Regions from separate parts of the Larimichthys crocea genome. Here region 2 is linked to region 1. Evidence: chromatin contacts called from public Hi-C data. All regions are on one chromosome and are shown on one strand. The core of a region is the stretch at or near the end of the contact, and the rest is flanking DNA. Distances in the headings are between cores, read along the strand shown.

The links. A called contact is a pair of places that touch in the nucleus more often than the background predicts.
Region 2: a Hi-C map of muscle shows a contact between it and region 1, with 4 times the contacts expected there. The contact joins the promoter of wwox here to the promoter of LOC104940469 in region 1. A contact is called at or near these places in 2 of 7 Hi-C or Micro-C datasets (both in muscle).

Annotation. Positions count from the first base shown.
Region 1 is chrXXI:20,067,208-20,071,098 of L_crocea_2.0, reverse strand. LOC104940469 (transcription factor Maf) reads right to left here and starts at 2,120. Exons shown (of 3, transcript XM_010757081.3): 1 at 769-2,120. The coding sequence starts at 1,745.
Region 2 is chrXXI:20,236,298-20,240,188 of L_crocea_2.0, reverse strand. It overlaps wwox (WW domain containing oxidoreductase), which reads left to right and starts at 1,812. Exons shown (of 9, transcript XM_027272771.1): 1 at 1,812-2,090; 2 at 3,224-3,288; 3 at 3,668-3,725; 4 at 3,862-3,891. The coding sequence starts at 1,984.

The DNA of each region.
Region 1 (3,891 bases), core at 871-3,370:
GTTTGTTTGTTTGTTTTACAAATAAATCCCAAAAGATGATGAGGCTGAACAATGCAGTCATGATATAATACAACCATTATACACAAGTTCACAAAAATAAGGAAAAAAGAAAAAAAAAGTAAAAACACAATCCGTACATGACCAGCATGCATGGCTTCACATAACTGTTACAGTCTGACACCAATTTCCCCAAACGTCTGCTGTAAATCAGTTTTTTTTTTACCCCTACAAGACAAATAGGATGGATGATATGAAAATGAGATCATTCATATCAAAATAAACTGACTTCAAACACAAAAAACAAAAATACATTCACATCAAAATAAAGCTGCTGCTGCCTGAGCAATGTTTTAATTTCAGAAAACAAATTGTAGAAAGGGAACAGGGTGGACGAGGCGCAGAAAGGATGAGGCTATAAGGGCGGATCTGCTCAGTGAAGTTATTTTATGCAGTGTGTCTTAACGCAGACATCACGAATTGGAAAGAAACCTTTTAAAATGTCTCTGGAAATTCTAATTCAGAGTCATTTAAACAGGCCAATTTATGTATCCTTTAAAAAGTGATAAAATCAAACAAGATCCTCAACCTGAAACAAAATACTGAAATACAGAAAAGAGGAAAACTCTTTTTTTTCCCCCTTAACTAACAAAACAACTTCAACACAGACACGCACAAACTATTTTCTTAGCTGCGCGCAAATTAAAAGTTTTTTTTTTTCTCTTTCTTTGTGAGGGTCGGTTATTAAAACTTTTCAGCGCCGAGACTCACATGAAAAACTCCGGAGATGAGGGGTTGTTGTCGCTGCTGGAACCTCCGTTTTCTCTGAAGCCGGTGCTGATCAGCTTCTCGTATTTCTCCTTGTAGGCGTCCCTCTCCCTGGCCAGCCGGGAGATCTCCTGCTTGAGGTGGTCCACCTGCTGTATGAGTTGCGTCTTCTCTCCCTCCAGGACGTGCCGCTGCTGGACCCGCTTGTACCGGCAGGACTGGGCATAGCCTCTGTTCTTTAGCGTCCTCCTCTTCTGTTTCAGACGGATCACCTCTTCCTTGCTGACCCCCCGGAGCTGCCGGTTCAATTCCCGCACCGACATGGTCACCAGCTGCTCGTCCGAGAACCGATCTTCCAAGCGCAAGTGTTGGTGGTTTCCCCCCGCGCCGCCGCCGGACTGAGACCCGGAGGAGGGATGGTGTGCCCCTGCGTGGTGGTGGTGATGGTGGTGGTGGTGGTGGTGGGGAGTCCCATTCTGGGCTGCGGCTGCAGCGATAACCGCGGACACCACGGCGGCCGCTGATCCCATCTCCTCCCCGGCCATGGCGCCTCCTGCCCCGGCTGCGCCGCCGTACTGCTGCCCTCTGGTATAGCCATCGAAGGTCTGGAGCTGGTGACTGCTGCTGATCAGCGCCTCTACGGCGTCCTCCGGGCTAAAGCCCAGAGCCTCGGGGTTCAACTGCTGTTGGTACCCGGTCATCCAGTAGAAATCCTCCAAGTGAGCCTTCTGTTCGCTCCCTGATCCCGGACTGGGCGCCGAGAAGCTTGGAGAGGGGGGAACCGAGCTGCAAGGCGTGCTCATCGGGGTGGAAGATAGGGATCCCCCGGCGACCAGGCGGCTGCACTGGCTGATGCTGCGATCGGGCTCCACCGGCTCCTTTTTCACTTCAAACTTCATCAGATCGAAGTCATTAACATATTCCATGGCCAGGGGACTGGTGGGCAGGTCGGAGTTGCTCATTGCCAGCTCTGATGCCATCCTCTTGCTGTTGACAGTCCTCCAAAGGGGGTGAGGAGCACCTGTCAAAGTGGGCTGCTGAGACACGCACTGAGCCAGCTTGATTTCTTTATTTATTTTCTTCAAAACCGAAGGAAAAAGTGGATTTTCTCGCACTAATTGCGCAGCGCAGGTTTTGGTTTTGCGAGTCGATAAGTTTTTTTTTTCTTCAGCCTGTGTTGCACAGACGCATTGGAGGAGCGCTGTTTCCTCCCTCTCTCCCAGCGTGCGGGTGTCTGAGCGCCGCTCTCTCTGTTTCTACCATTTAACACTTCATGGCTCCTTTTAGGATTAGTGCGCCAAATTGAGGAGGTTCACGTACGTGTCCCGGGCAAATAGTTGCTTTGTGGAGAATGAAAAAAAAAAAAAAAACTCCACCCAAGGATTGATAGATTTTTTTTTTCTAGAGGATCAGTCAGCCGACGAGTTAAAAAGCATTGCTTAGTTTTATAGGCGTCCTGACGTCAGGACTGAAATATGAAATTGACTGAGACTCAGCCAATGAAGAGCCCAGCCTGGGGAGGTAATTAGCATAATGGTATAGAAACCAAAGTTTTCTGAAGTGTCTAAGCCCATCAGCAGATTGACACGTGAGACTTAATTCATTCTTTTGTCACCTTTTTCATGGGAAAAAAACAACGAAAGTAAATAAAAGAAAAAAATGATTCGAGGGATTAACAGAAGATATCAGATGGTAAATATGCACGCCTGTCTTTTTAGATAAACAAGTCGTTATCATTTTAATACATATTCAAGCATTTTCCATCGTCTTTATAATAATTCAAACTGAATTGAATTTTTCTCACATTTCTCAACAGCGTTGTTTGTTTCAGCCTTGATTGTTGATTTGTCAGACATTCTTAAGTCTCATTTGATGTTTTGCATGATATAGAAATATTGTGCACAGGTGCATTTCAGTAATTATGTAGGCAGATTTCTAATTAATTAGTCAAAACCTTTTTTTAATCACGAGACCAAACATCTTGGAATTCAATACCTTTAAAAAACGCATTTTAATGATGTTCACCGAGTGATATAAAACCTGTCTTTATACCGAATAAAATCGCAGAAACAGATTAGTGCAGATAAGCCGGATCGCTGTGTGAGGAAGGCGAAAGTGTTTGAAAAGAGCGTGGCATGAGTCTGTTTGAATGACAGTGTTTGGAAACCCAACGTCGCCACCTTTCGGTGTAAAATAATACTTCAAGTGGTTCTTCGAGTGCTTTGTATGTATCCGACTCCCTTCCAGAGTGAAAATTGTTTTATTTATTTTATTTTATTGTCTTAAAATGGAACATTTCTCCTTTTTTTTATTAGTTTGCTGTTGTGCTCTCTGCTAGACCTACTGCTGGACATGAAGTTTAACATGGACAGGATTTAAAAATTAAACTACACACAAGACATTTTTCAGTAAGGAGAAAAGTCTTACACATGTACTAACCTTAAATGTCTTGTAAGTCTAAAATCCTTTTTTTCTAATGAAATACTCTGTAGTGACAACACCTCCAATCTGTGTCCTTCTGGAGTCTACAGTCTGAATCTCCTGTAATGATCACAGCATCAGTGTTCCTCCCTCTCTCTTTTTCTCTCTGTCTCTCTCTCTCTCTCCTGGAGCACATTCCTCAGGAGTGGTGGCACATAAGAACAAACAATAAGGAGGGCTATACACAGAGGACTGGAGAGTAAATAAGAGCACTCTCCCTGGAACATGTCACACGGGGATGCTTCAGAAAACTACAAAGCCGCCAGCAGATAATCCAACTCCCCGGTGTCCCAATGCAAGTAAATATTCTCTTGGTCCCTGTGACTGTTCATGGGGACTTAACGTTAAACAGGAAGGATAAACATCGTGTTTTATTCATTAGAACACACAACAGAGCCCCCTCTGATGCTGATGCTGATGTTTTTGAATAAATATTAAACAGACAAGGTGTCCCATATGATGTTACTATAGGTTGTTGCTGTTATTGTAGTGTAAATTCAGACTGGTGGTAAGATATACAGGAAAATAACTTCAGAGTAAAAGGAACACATGTTTTCATATGTGTTGTTGCGTTTTATACAGTAATTTGTCTTTTAATAGCTATCATGACATTAATTCTAGTGACAGTTTTTTAATCCTTACATC
Region 2 (3,891 bases), core at 563-3,062, 170 kb before region 1:
CTTGGAAGCCATGAAATAGCCAGAGTAGTAACCACTGTGCCTGTCCTTCACAGTATAGAAACAGATGACTCAAAGTAGAAGTTGAATCACAACATGAGCCAACAGGAGTGGTACAAGTTGAACTCAAGAAAGCAGCCTAGTGTGCAGAGCAGCTACTCTCTGAGTGCATAACAATGCTGCCACTATTGATAATTTGTGAGGGGGCAAGTAGCAAGCTATAAAGCAGAGACTGGATAAAGCTCCTTTGTATATGCTTATGTAGCCATCACTGCTGCAAATTTTTTTCTGCCCCACATCAACATTACATTCCAAAAGGCATCAGATTTTTATACCTTCAGCTGTCCTGCAGGTATCAATTTCTTTGGCTAGGTGTTATTAATAGCAGGTTGAACATCAGTGGTCTATCAGACTGATAGAGAGACGAATAGCAATGAAACAAATGCAGTTCAACTCAATGCAAAATATTTTATTCTTCCCCCTAAGAGTAATTTAAAGAAAGCAAAGACCAACATTTGTATTTACTGTATATGAAAATGAATTAATATATCCTTTTCACAGTGACAGCGAGCTGATATGCCCAATGCCTGTAACTGAAGCAGCTGAATTTCATGGTTTATGTCTGTACTTTTTCTATTGTGACAGTGTTTGAACACAGGTTATCATACATAGAAAAGAGACAGACCAGTGACTAAGGGAGAAGTGCCTTGTCTTCCCCTTCTTCCTACTCTACTCCTCGGTTGTCAGTAACATATATAACACACACACACACACACACACACACACACACTCACACACACACACATATTATATTAGCAATTTAAAATCTTTTACAGGGTCCTGTTCCCTCATAATTGCACAGCCGTTTTGGATACACAAACTGAAAACTGACAGACAGGCAGGACACGTGCAACAGGTAACCAAAGATTAACAGGCCGAACAAAGCTGGCTTTGTATACAAAAGAGGTAATGTACTACTGTACAGTATGGGGAACCTGTTGTGCAGAACAGTGTCGGTGGGACAGGTGTGGAAAATCAACATACACATACTGTACCTATACTTGCAAGGTGTGTATAGCATATATAACTTTTTATTTTATTTTATGTTATTGACTGTTTATTTTACTTACTTACTTAATATTTACTTACTTAATATTTTTTATTATCCACCTAGTGTTCTGTGAGCTGCTTTATTTTAATTTAATAGTTAGTTTTATTAGGAATACATTGATTAAGTAGATTTGCAATCATGCAAGTCCCTGTTTTGTAGTCCATTGATGTTTTTCTGTTGTGTATTATTAATAAACTAAAAATGATTTTTTTTCTTTTCTTTTTTTAAATATATATTTTTAGTTTTTTTTATACATAATCACAAACCAACATAGACAGTCACAAAAACAGACAAACAGTGCGGTCTTAGACAAAAACAGCCATAACAACAAGAACAACAGAGGATGGGACCATATCATTCATAAACAAGAGAATCTTATATGGTATACAAGAACGAGAATGGGGGAAATGCCCCCAAAAGACAGCATCCAGTTTTTACATTGCACCACAGCAGCATCATTAACATCAGGTGCATAGTAACTCAGGTAGCCCGCTATGTATTGAGCCATACTGTGTGTTTTCTCACTAATGGTTCAACGCGATAGCAGCTAGTCTTGTACCATAAAAAATATTACATTACATTATTACATACATACAAATTACATTTTAAAAACTTTAAGGAAGCTTAATTATATTTCGACCTCTTTGGTTGCTGATAATATACTCGTGATAACAAAAAATAAAAAAAACACTTGAACCTCCGCATGTTTCTTCCTCCATTTCCCAGAGGGCTGTGCGGCAAGCGTCACCATGTTGTCGCGGAAGTGCCGGTGTACGCTGTGCAGGGTGGTCATAGTCTGTCAGCTGCATTCATCCTTCAGATTTTCCTCTCTGGGTTTGTGTTTGTAGCGAACAAAACAAAAACAAACGTGAGTCATGGCGGCTCTGAAATACGCAGGCATGGACGACACAGACAGTGATGATGAGTTACCTCCCGGGTGGGAAGAGAGGTCCACGAAAGATGGTTGGGTCTACTATGCAAAGTAAGTGTGATATCTGTAGTAGTGTTACCTGTCAACACCAAAATGTCTGTGATCATGAAGTCAGCCTCAGCCACAAAGAGTCACATCAGTGTTATCAGTCTGTGGCTAACACAGCTCGTTAGCTGCACCAGTTTAAACAAGCTGATATCTGCATTGTTAGCGTGAAATGATTTAGTCTACAGAGTCACATTAGGACCTATTTAACATGAAATGTCTTGATAAGGATGTGGCTGTAATAATATCCCAAGTCATACTGTAGTTGCTGTAGTATGCAGTAGCTGCAGCACTGTAGCTCAGAGGTTGTGAAATGAGGCACAACTTCATGACAGAGTCACTCCTTGAATATCAAATAAAAACCATCATCAGTGATGGGACAGTGCATTTGGTTTGCCCGTGGTGATGTAAGAAGAAGAAACAACAGTGCCAACATAAGATTTCATGTTGCTTGTTACATCAGTGCCTGTCTTTGATTTGTTAGACACATTTGAAGTTGGTTTGCCAAAGCCCAGCCTGATGTCTAATATTGGCTATTCTGTGTGTTTGTTTTTATTTTATGAATATGTGTCTCTTGTCCTTGAATTGCAACATTTCTGAAGTCCTTTGTAATGTTTTGTCTCATGATTGTGCGTCTTTTGTCAGGTTACCTTTCATTCATGTTGCGTACTTTAGGTATAACTCAATGGTTTTTTTTTTTGTCTAGAGCCTGACTGATACTGGATTTCGGGCGCAGATTAAGGAGTAAAATCTTAAAATAGATCCCTCAAATGTTGTTATGAAACACTGACAAAGATATATAGCGTTTGCCATGAAACTTTAGTGTCCAAATTGACTGAAACATTGCATTGAAAGTGTAAACCTGGCTGTGAATTGAACAATAAATAACTATACATGAAGAATTTGCATGCATGGTGGACAGATACATGTGTGGTAGTAGACTAACGTCAGCCAGGCTCTAGTTTTCCTTGCCCTTTATTTTACATGTGCGATTCTTTTTATGTATAACATCAAACAACCAAGAGACCGCGGATGTGTAATTTGGTTAAACCTGTCACGTTAATATTGATTCTGATCAATGTGTGCTGTTCGCAGTACATAAATATATAAGACATATCTTCTTTTGTCTCTGTTTACAGCCATGATGAGATGAAGACACAGTGGGAACACCCAAAGACAGGAAAGAAAAAACGTTGTGCTGGAGGTTTGCTTTATTCACTTGTTTTTTTTGTGTGTGTCTTACATGACTGTTCTCTTTACATATGTACATTACTCTGCACTTTACTGCTTTTTGGACTTCTGGCTAGACGCTATATCGCCTTTCCTTGTCTGAGTACTTTGTGCAATGATAATAAAATTAAATCTAATCATATCTAAATTTCTATTCAGTTGAAAGTCACTCACATATTCAAGGCATATAGTAACACATTTAAAGTTAATTTTAAGTTGTGATAACCTCCTTGTTTTCAGTAACTTTGTTTCTACATATATATGTTTCTTAAATTATGTAACTATCGCCTTCAGCATTTTGTTCCTATTTATTCTGGTTGTTAAAGAAATATGATGTCTGTCTCTTCCCGCAGATTTACCGTACGGTTGGGAGCAAGAAACTGATGAAAAAGGGCAGATCATTTATGTTGAGTAAGTATATTGATGGTTAAACTTCTCTTTGCTCAATAGATGAAACAAATGAGCTCATTTTGGCCAGAAATGCCAGACTGCACAAATCTTGATAATATTTGTCTTTATAACATCCTCTTCCCTCCGTCATTTTCAGTCACATTAACAAGCGGACCACATACTTTGA